Linked DNA regions of Sus scrofa: region 2 is linked to region 1. Evidence: chromatin contacts called from public HiChIP or PLAC-seq data. All regions are on one chromosome and are shown on one strand. The core of a region is the stretch at or near the end of the contact, and the rest is flanking DNA. Distances in the headings are between cores, read along the strand shown.

The links. HiChIP or PLAC-seq counts read pairs in DNA pulled down with a chosen protein or histone mark.
Region 2: a contact with region 1 is called in an H3K27ac HiChIP or PLAC-seq map of alveolar macrophages. The contact joins two enhancer-like sites. A contact is called at or near these places in 4 of 47 Hi-C or Micro-C datasets (blood, embryonic fibroblasts, heart right ventricle and 1 more) and 1 of 2 datasets of contacts at active chromatin or transcription factors (alveolar macrophages).

The regions. Positions count from the first base shown.
Region 1 is chr13:157,189,677-157,194,865 of Sscrofa11.1, reverse strand. No RefSeq gene overlaps it. Among named protein-coding and RNA genes, the nearest start is that of NFKBIZ, 80 kb to the left of the region's middle. Within about 2 kb of position 2,080, at least 18 of the 83 cell types and tissues checked have an H3K27ac peak or open chromatin away from gene starts, as enhancers often do. A contact at or near this core is called in alveolar macrophages and retroperitoneal adipose tissue, where this site is marked.
Region 2 is chr13:157,292,887-157,298,075 of Sscrofa11.1, reverse strand. No RefSeq gene overlaps it. Among named protein-coding and RNA genes, the nearest start is that of NFKBIZ, 23 kb to the right of the region's middle. Within about 2 kb of position 3,220, at least 47 of the 83 cell types and tissues checked have an H3K27ac peak or open chromatin away from gene starts, as enhancers often do. A contact at or near this core is called in alveolar macrophages and retroperitoneal adipose tissue, where this site is marked.

The DNA of each region.
Region 1 (5,189 bases), core at 831-3,330:
AGATCAGGGCCTTGGCTGTTGTGAACACTGATGTAAGCCCAGTGCCTGGAATGGTGTCTGATATGTAGTTGGTGCATAATGAATGTCTGTAGAATGGATGGATGAGTGAATGAATATATAAGAACAACACAAAATAATAGTTTTTGTGGAAGAAATTCAGGCAAATGGGTCTGTAAATGTTTCTCGAGACTATTCCCTCATTAAAGAAGATTTTCCTGATAGGAGCAATTGATTTATCTGAACTGAACTTTGTGGAAATTAAAGGAGGGAGGAAAGGAGAAAAGGGACAGTACAGAGGTGGAGAGAGAAAAATGAAGGGTAATGGTGGGAGTGAGTAGTGATGTGGGTATTTGTTCATTCTCCTCAGACAGCAATTTCAATCAAGCCTGAAATAGTCAATGTATTTGGTAGAAATCCATGGAAAGATTGTATGAATAATTTGAAGGATTTCCCTGACCAACAATAAAGATGTGAGAACAGATTTTCAAGGCACTTGGTGAGTGGGTGATGAAGGATTTATTGATGTGCTCAATATTGGAATCAAAAAATTAATCAAAAGCCCTAGAGAAACATTAGAGAACAGATAAGATCACCTACTGAAGATATTCAACTCTGTGGGGGACTTAAGGTGTTTTTTAGGATAATTTGAAGAGTTTCACTTTATGGGCTGAGCTACCTAGCCCTGGAGGAAGACTCCATTGTGAAGAGAAAAGGAAGGAGCAGGATTTGATCTGAGTGTTCACTAAAAATGGCAAGGCTGATAGAGGAAGATATGTCACCATGGAAGTGGTTCTGTGGATCACCTATCTTTCTAGCTGATAAGTTTTTAGGAAGAGCCTTGATTTTTACTAAAACCAAACTCACAGGTATTGTGAAATCCAGGCACTGCTTTCTAGTTTATTGTCCCCTCTCCATTACCCAGAGTAACGAGGCTGGATATGGGCTGTCTATTTCCTTGTTTGTCATGTAGGTGGTGATTCATTAGGATTTTCCCAGTGAGCACTGCACTGATGAAACTTGTTGTCTTGGTGCATGTCAGTGCTCTTGGAAATCATCACGTGGTTTGCCTGTGCTCTTCAGCCTTGGGCTGGCCTCTGTGAGGGTTTTATAGTTTCTGACTCATGTGTCTGTGCCTTCTTCATGTAACCTTGGTGTGGCAGCCCTGAAATGGGAATGCATGTACACAACTGGGAGGTGGTTAAGGTAGGAGGTTGAGATAATGCACCATCACATATAAGGCTTCATCTGCTCTGGGATACCCAAGAATGCTCTTTGAAAATCATCTAATAGTTGAGGTAAAGGTGAATTTGTTTCTGCATTCCTGATATATACTTTAGTCTCCCTCTCCTTTTGCATGACATGGATTGGCTTTGCTGTGTAAGAGCTAGGCTAATACCATCTTAAGGAGCTTCTTGGTGGATTGGTTCACACTGACCTCTGTTCTACCCTGTGAAATCACTGAGGTTTTTATTTGTTTTTTTCAAGAGAAGGATGGGAAATAGACAAGCAGCTGTGACATCACCCATGGCTTGGGAGGCATCTTCCTCAGGACAGGACTATATTGTTGACCTGGGGCTTGCTCTTTCTGCTCGTCATTGTAAGATGTCCTTTTTTTTTTTCTTTTTTTCATTGAATGACTTTCCAAAGTGAAAAGGCACAGCCTTTTGTTAATGTATAAAATTCTGAAGGGTACCCAATAAAGTGAAAATAGTAATGCAGGTTTAGACAGTGAAGATTGTCTCTGTGGAAAAATTATAATCAAATCTTTGATTTCCTCCCTCCATTCTCTAGGTCTGGAAGGAAAATAGTTTTTCCACTTTATCCCCTCTGTTCCAAATTCATTTTTGGTGTGGAGAGTTGTAGATTTTATCATTGTAACACAGAAATGAACTCTTTTGATAGTCATCACCTGAATCAAAATGGGTGATAAAGAAGTTCAGGTCAAGAAATACATCATGCAGCTTAATGATGGAAAAGACTCAGACAGTTTTTAAAACACTGGGATTGAAATTTTATGGCTTCTGAGGATGACTCACTACTTAGCTGTGTCATGAGTTTCGTTTTGAAATGAAATACACTGTGTGGTTTCATCTGAGGCTTCATGTTGATGCAAAAAGGAAATGAGCCCATATTGGGAAGTTAGTTTGAAATACATATAATTAATGATGAAAAAAGTGTCAAACTGTTGTTTGGCCATCCTCTCCACCTCTGGTCTGGCATTACCAGGCTGTTCCACAACTGTAGGATACCTGTCTGTCTTCTCCACTGAGAACTTGTTAAGGGCACAAATTGGATTAAAGCAAACAGAAGGTAGTCTATGAATGGCTTTTGAGTGAACAAGTGAACAGCTCTAAGGGAGTGAAATCTTTAGCTCAGGTCTTCCTGGGTAATTGTCAATGAGACTCTTTAGTGCATCCACACACTTGACTTTAAGCACAGTCCTATCTACAGAGGGTGTTTTACAAGGTTATTTTCACAACAGCACTCTCATTCCCAAACTTGGATGTTCTCTTGAAACCAATAGGGGAGAAGGTGTGGTGAATGTAGAAAATGTAGTAGAAACAAAGCAGATGTGATGAAAAAATGAATAACATTAATTATTTTAAAGTTGATCTTAATTTGTTTAAATTCACTTCCATATATTTTGAAGAGGTACAATGTTCTAGATTTTCTTCCAAGGATACTAGATTCCTGTGGTGAGGAGGGAAGCAGAAAGTAGAGTTATTAGATAATTAGGGAGGATGTTCAAAGAAATTAGAGAAGAAGGAAAAAAATTGTATATAACAAGATATGCAACTGAACTGCAAGGTGGTAGAATTTAGTCTTTAGATGCGTAAGCTTTTAAGTCAGACCAGGACTGAGGCTGGTTCTACCATTATTAGCTTCGAGAATTTAGAGAGGTTCCTTAATACTCAGTTACTTATTTGCAAAATGGAAATAATAATAACAATGCACTATAAGGCTATTATGAGGGTTAAATGATACATTCATGTACATCACACACCCAATATGGGGGTGCCAGATCAATGAATGTGAGCTCTTAGTGATTAAATGTGAGAATGGAAAGGGCTAGGGAAGTAGCTCTGGTAACTAAGTTTATTTTAAATTTTCTGTTGATAATCCATGTAAGACACAAACTTTTGCTAAGAAATGGTATTTGTTACTTGTAGACCAATCAGAATTACCATGTAATTGACAACATTTGAAAATCAACATTGAGGAGTTCCCATCATGGCACAGCGGAAACGAATCCGACTAGGAACCATGAGGTTGTGGGTTCAGTCTCTGGCTTCACTCAGTGGGTTCAGGATCTGGTGTTGCAGTGAGCTGTGGTGTAGGTCACAGATGCAGCTTGGATTTGGCATTGCTGTGGCTCTGCTGTAGGCTGGTGACTACAGCTCCAATTTGACCCCTAGCTTGGGAACCTCCATATGCCTTGGGTGCAGCTCTAAAATGACAAGACCAAAAAAAAAAAAAAAGAAAATCAACATTGAGATTAGTACATACTTTCCCATATTTTACAGAAGTAAATATCTTGAATGCCTTCTCCAAAGAACACAGAGCACAGAGTTAGTTCATTTCTGACAACCAAAAAGGCTATCTTCATTGTCCAAATTCTGACCATACAGTCCAAGGGAGACACCTGTACTTTTTAGAGAATAACAGTTTAGGTTCTGGAAAAGATGGAATAAATGCTTTAGAGAGGAGCTGAAGAAACTGTTGAAGTCTGGTAACTTTTTAAAACCGAATTTCTATCTGCTGATCTATGTAAACACTTCTCTTTCTTTTATTTATTATTATTATTTTTTGCTTTTTAGGGCTGCACCCGTGGCATATGGAAATTCCCAGGCTAGGGGTCAAGTCGGAGCCACAGCTGCCGGCCCATGCCACAGCCACAGCAACAGCAACGCTGGATCCAAGCCGAGTCTGTGAACTGTACCAGAGCTCATGGCAACACCAAATCCTTAACCCACTGAGCAAGACTAGGGATGGATCCCACAACCTCATGGTTCCTAGTCAGATCCTTTTCCACTGCGCCACAACTGGAATTCATCTCTTTCTTTTAGAATATGAACTCCAAACTTGTGGGGAGCCTCTTTTCTTGTGTCTTATTGAGCTATTTGTCTTAAGTCTTAGTGAGAATGTGATCAGTCCACATGAACTCTCAGTATCTCCTAGAGGAAAACCTCTTTTCACCTTCTCTACTTCATCAGAAGGCAGCTTGTTTCTTTCTCTTTCCAAGAATGCTGCTCTTGATAATGTTACTGTTCCCCTCCTCTCTGTTTTGCTCCATCCTTTAGGTACTCTCTTTCTTCCATCTTTAATCTTTTTTTCTTCTGCCCACAAATATGGGGAGGGCTCTCCCCATCCTAAAATAACCCTTCTCTGAGTCTGCTACTTGAGCAGGCTACTGCTTATCTCTCTTCCGTTCACTACCAAACATCTAAAAGAGGACAATTTCTGCTTTCACTTCTTACTCATACATTCACTGTTTAACCCTTTATAATATGGCTTCCACCTCTACTCCTCTATGAAACCACCTCTGGAAGGTTATTATGTATTTCATACGCAACAAACCGAATAACCATTCCTCAGTCCTCATTCTCCTTATCATCTCTGTGGATATTTCCCTTCTGGGAACTTCCCCCTTCTATAGCCTCTATGATACTGTAGTCTGCTTGTTCTTTTATCTTTCTGAGAACTTTTTTCTACCTCCTTCACTAGCTGCTTTTTCTTCCTGCTTCTGTTCCATAATGAAGATGTTCTCTCCACATTCTTTACCTCAGGTAACTCCTTATCCTCTCATGTTGCTTTACCCATGCATGAATCCCTTTGATCTCTTTTCCCGTCATCTCAAAATCTCTCTCCTGATGATTCCCAAACCTAGCAATTTCCAACTCTTAGGATTTCTTACTTAGAAGATCAGCCATGATTTCAAACTCAGTATATGTAAAACTAAGCTTATTAACTTATACTCACTAAACTCCAAACTAAGACTATCTTTATTTTGTTTTTATTAATGACACCATTATTAATGAGTCATCTTTTGAAATTCCTTTCTCTCTTTCTTTCTCTTCCTCTCGTTCTTTCTTTTCCTCTCTTTCTTTCTTTTTTTCTTTCTCTCTCTCTCCTTCTTTCCTTCCTTCCTTCCTTTCTTTCTCTCTTTTTCCTTCCTTCCTTCCTTCCTT
Region 2 (5,189 bases), core at 1,971-4,470, 100 kb before region 1:
TTTTGTCTCTTGTCTTTTTAGGGCTGCACCTGTGGCATATGGAGGTTCCCATGCTGGGGATCTAATCGGAGCTGTAGCTGCAGGCCTACACCACAGCCACAGCAACACCAGATCCGAGCTGTGTCTATGACCTTACCACAGCTCACTGCAATGCTGGATCCTCAACCCACTGAGCGAGGCCAGGGATCTAACCTGCAACCTCATGGTTTCTAGTCGGATTCATTTCTGCTGTGCCACGACGGTAACTCCAGGTAGCTTAATTTTGATGGTCTTTAAGCTTTAGAGTATCATTTGGAATATTTGATGAAAATGCAGAATTAGGGGCTCTGCTTTCAGGAATTGTGGAATCAACCTTAATGACAAATGCCCAAGGCTTCTGATGCAAGTGTGGTATTTTACATTTTTGAGAAACACTAAGGGAAGAGGGAAGATGGAACTGAGGAAATATTATTGTTTATTCATTATTTCAGGGGCTTTTTTTCATAGCTTTTAATTCTGATCATGATCTAATAGTCCAGATGATATTTATAGATGAAGAACTGGAGTTTGGATTTGAACTAGATATGTGAGAATCATAGCCCTTTTCAACTGGAACTTTTTGGACTTTGTAAAGAGGTTTTATTTTTTCATGAAAGAACTTATGAGCATTTCTCAAGGATCCCTGAAGGAGGCTGAGTCATGTCTTCTCAGGAGAATTTCAATTTCCACTGCCTCTCCATGACTTTGGAGTGACACTGCTTGTTTGTGCAAATGATTTATTGTGATCTCATCCAATTTCTGTTATTTTTTAAACTTAGTGACTTTATGTCCTAAAGATTTGATGACACAGTTTCTTAAAGTATTCTCATTCACTATGTCCCTCCTAATTTGTCTTTCTACACTCTGGTATGGAAGTTAAAAAAGTTGCCTAAGGGTGGAGTCTGGAACATTACCTAAATCATTCTCAGAACAATTGGATACAATATTTTAATTTCTTCCAAAAAGTTTATTTTAAACCAGTACCTCAGAGTTGTGTATATTAGCATACCAACATAGTTTGTTTTAAATATATATTTTCCATTACAAAGGATATCATAATTTAAAAAAAAACTAAAATCTGGATGAAGAAAATTTATGGATAGAATCCATAATTCTGTCATTTGAATGAAATGAGCATTAGCAACTTGGTTTATTTTCAGGGTTTTTTAAATCACAAATCTGTAATCACAGAGAACATGAAATTTATAACTGTTTTTAAATTTAACATGCAAATACTTTTCTATGTTAGTTTTCTTTTTCTTTTTCTTTTTTTGACTTTATATGGCCACACCCGAGGCATATGGAGGTTCCCAGGTTAGGGGTCTAATTGGAGCTACAACTGCCAGCCTACACCACAGCAACGCAGAATCCAAGCCATGTCTGTGACCTACAGTACAGCTCAGGGCAACTCCAGATCCTTAACCCACTGAGTGAGGCCAGGAATCTAAGCCGCAACCTCATGGTTCCTAGTTGGATTTGTTTCCGCTGTACCATGATGGGAGCTTCTATGTTAGTTTTCTTGATTTGTAAAAGCCTAATAGTTTAGCTGAATAATGTCATTATTTACATAGGTTGGCTATTTAGATCTATAATAAAATCTTAAAATAGTAGTTTGTATATAATTTTATTAGGTTAAAATATGGATTTTTATTTTGGAATGATGGCATTAACTTCTTAGTGCATCTCCTCATATTCTTGACTCAAATGATTGATTTGATGCTACTTGTGAAAGGGAGAATCCTTAATAAGGCCCTTCTATGCAAATTATATTTTATAGAAGAGAAACTTTAGTAGGTGTAAGTTTGGTTTCTAGTATGGTTCTTTTTTTTTTTTTTTGCCTTTTGTCTTTTTAGGGCCACACTCGTGGCATGTTAAGGTTCCCAGGCTGGGGGTCTAATTGGAGCTACAGCTGCTGGCCTACACCACAGTCGCAGCAACACCAGATCTGAGCCTCATCTATGACCTATACCACAGCTCACAGCAATGCTGGATCCTCAACCCACTGAGTGAGGCCAGGGATCGAACCCTCAACCTCATGGTTCCTGGTGGGATTTGTTTCTGCAGAGCCACGATGGGAATTCCTTTAATATGATTCCTTTTTACCATCTAAACAACCATCATTTTATTAAGTACCAATTGACTGATACTGCCCACCTTTGGGTATTAAGTTTCAGATTGATACATCAGGGTGGTTCACAAGAATGTATATTACAAGTCTTTATATCCATGTATTCCATGCCAGAGTTTTCTCTTTCTGGGCCCTGTTAAAAGAAATAACAATTACCCAGGGAGTACTGGGGGAATAAACACCCAAGGGAAACAACACACCCCCTTCCCCGATCTTTTTCTCTTTGGAAGTGAGATCACAGTTGCAGAGTTCTAGGAGCACCTAGGAATTCTGGAATGAGGGGTGATGGAGGTCACATCTTCAACCTTCACCACAGCTCAGGGCAACACTGGATGGATCCTTAAGCCACCAAACAAGGCCAGGGATCTAACCTGCGTCCTCATGGATGCTAGTTGGGTTCGTTAACTGCTGAGCCACGACAGGAACTCCGTATTTTGCTTTTTAATAGTCTTCAGGAAATGAAGTCAGGCTTCTTTTTTAAAAAAGATGTTCTGGTATCTAGATGCCCATTCCTAGTGGAGAACCATACATTTCCTGACTATAAAACTGGATTATAACACTGCCTAGGGAAGGAGGCAGTACAGAGATTACAGAAGAAAGTGTCCCAAAAGGAAAAGAAGCCACAGTGAAACCAAATGTCGTAGAAGAAATCCTCTCAGTATTGTGCAATGGTTCCTTCTCTGTTTAAAATCACCCCCACTCTACCCCACATGAAAGCAATATGACTTGTATGTTGAAGAACCACTGCTTTATGTGTATATTTGTCCTTTGTCAATGAAGGGCCATGGTAGAGATACTACTTTCTGATTGCCATTTTTGAAAAGCTGCGCTGTAGAAAGCACCCCTTTAGTCCCACCCCCACACATTTTGGGGCCATAGAGAAAACGCGAAAGAAAAAGAGACGGCGTGAATCCATAAACACGAGGCAACTCTAATGCCCGGCAGTGAGTTCATTGAGACCTTTTAAAAAGGCATCCCTAGCAAAAACCTTTTTGTTCATAGACTGGCTTCTGATTCCTCTGCTGGGTTCCAGTCCGGGTCTTGGAGCCAGCCATTGAGGGGAATGTCCGGGACTCCGGTCGGTACCTTTTTGGCCTGGGAATTTCCAGGGTGCAGAAAAAAAAGTCCACGAACCTAGTCCTCTCTGCTCCCTTCACGCCTCCTCCCTCCTCCTCTGTGCCCACGCAGCCCCTTTCGAATGAGAGCTCGACCTTATTCTGTATCTTAGAAAACGGGTCCTTAGCTTCCCCCGCCCTTATCCTCTTTAGAGGGGTGAACAGAAAGCGATCCCTATAAAGGGGGACGTGGAGAGGGGCTGGCTTCTCTTGCCACGAGGGCAGACACTGGGTTCTTAGAGAAAAAGGCTGCTTAACTGCTGCTGCTTATCATGTAACCTCAAAAGGAAACTGATCATTTTTCTCATGCTCTCACGTACTTGGGTTATTATCGCTGATTACAGCTGGAAACAGTTGATTTGCCTTTACGTATCTGTATGATTTGACTCTTCAAACACAAAGGTATATTTTTATTATTTGATATTTAGTATGAAAAAGTTTCGTAAATGTTAAGCTTTTTTTCCTTTCTTTTCACGTATTTAGATGCCTTAATTTGGAGTCACTTTTTGATATTTGGGTGATCATTCTTGTTTGGGGGCAAAATATTAGGGGGCAGTTTTGGGGGGAGGGAAAACTCAGGATGTTTTTATAGTTTGGTAATGGCTATGAATCATGTATGTTTGCTGTGAAGGCCCAGGAAAGACTAAGATGCTGGGGACAGGCTGGGTGATGAAAGTATCCTAAATCTAATGTAAAAACTTACATTTAACCAGGAAAGTAGATCTGTGATACTGCTAGGCAGAAATCTCCCAAGAGGTTCGAGTATGTGTTTAGAGATATACTTTCTTAACAAGGGTAGTCATAGAACTATATCTTTATGGAAAAATATATCCAAGTAGATCAAAATGTTGTACAGCATGTAATTCTTGTATATTACGTCTTAAAATTAAAGACAGTATTAAAAGACCATTTTATGAATGAAGGAAGCCTTGAAATTTGATAACTTGGCTGGACCCCTAGATCTATTACAGTCTGGGATTTTGTGTTAATAAAAGGGCCTTTCTAGGTAGAATGGTTGAGACTCTCTCCATGAGGATTAGTGAACTTGCTGTCATGGGGTGTGGGGGTATCTCAGAGGATGACATTTATTATGTAAGTTTTAAGTACTTGGTAATATGTATCCCCACACTTAATATCAGGCATCTAAAGAAACACATTATCTGGCCAGGTGGAATTTTTTTTTTTCCTTTCTTAGTAGGTTGTTTACACAATAAAAGGAGATAACATTTTCCAAGGCCTATTGACTACCCTCAACAATTCCCACTGGAGGAGGGATCAGCCACACAGATCATCTGAACATGCAGCTACCCTTAAAGTCTTTTTGACTTCAGAATACAATGTATGATCCACACCCATTTCTATTATCAGATGATTTTGCTTTGACTAAAGACACAGGTGGGTAGGGTGCAAGTGCTTTAGAGACAGTCTGGGATGAGTTAGCACCAGAAATTGGTGCACAACAAATGTTAAATGTTTGGCACTTTCCTTCCCAGCATGGAGGTGGTGACCATGCTTGGCACAATTGAGTTGTCCAGCTGTAGACTTTGTCCTGAAGGAAGTCTAAAAGCAAAAGAAGCCCTCTCAGAAGGTGAAGAGCTATAGAGAGCACTATACAGACAGAAGATTTTCTGATTTTTTCTGAGACCCGCAATGAGTTGCTCCTGAGAAAACCATTTCCCTTTGGCTTTCAGCTGACTTTCATCTGGTGGCCTCTTGATTTCCCCCACCAGGTTAACAGGAAGATCAGGAGGCTGACCTCACCTTTTGACTTTCTTGGCCTGATGTTGAACTTCTAATGGTGAGAAAGGTGGACATTCCTAATTCCAGATACTACCTGGCCCTTCCCTGATGTAGTCAAAATGGGCAGTGGGATGTTTTCTAAAATGTCTGTGATTCTTGGATCTATTAGTTGATTTCTAAAATTGCCT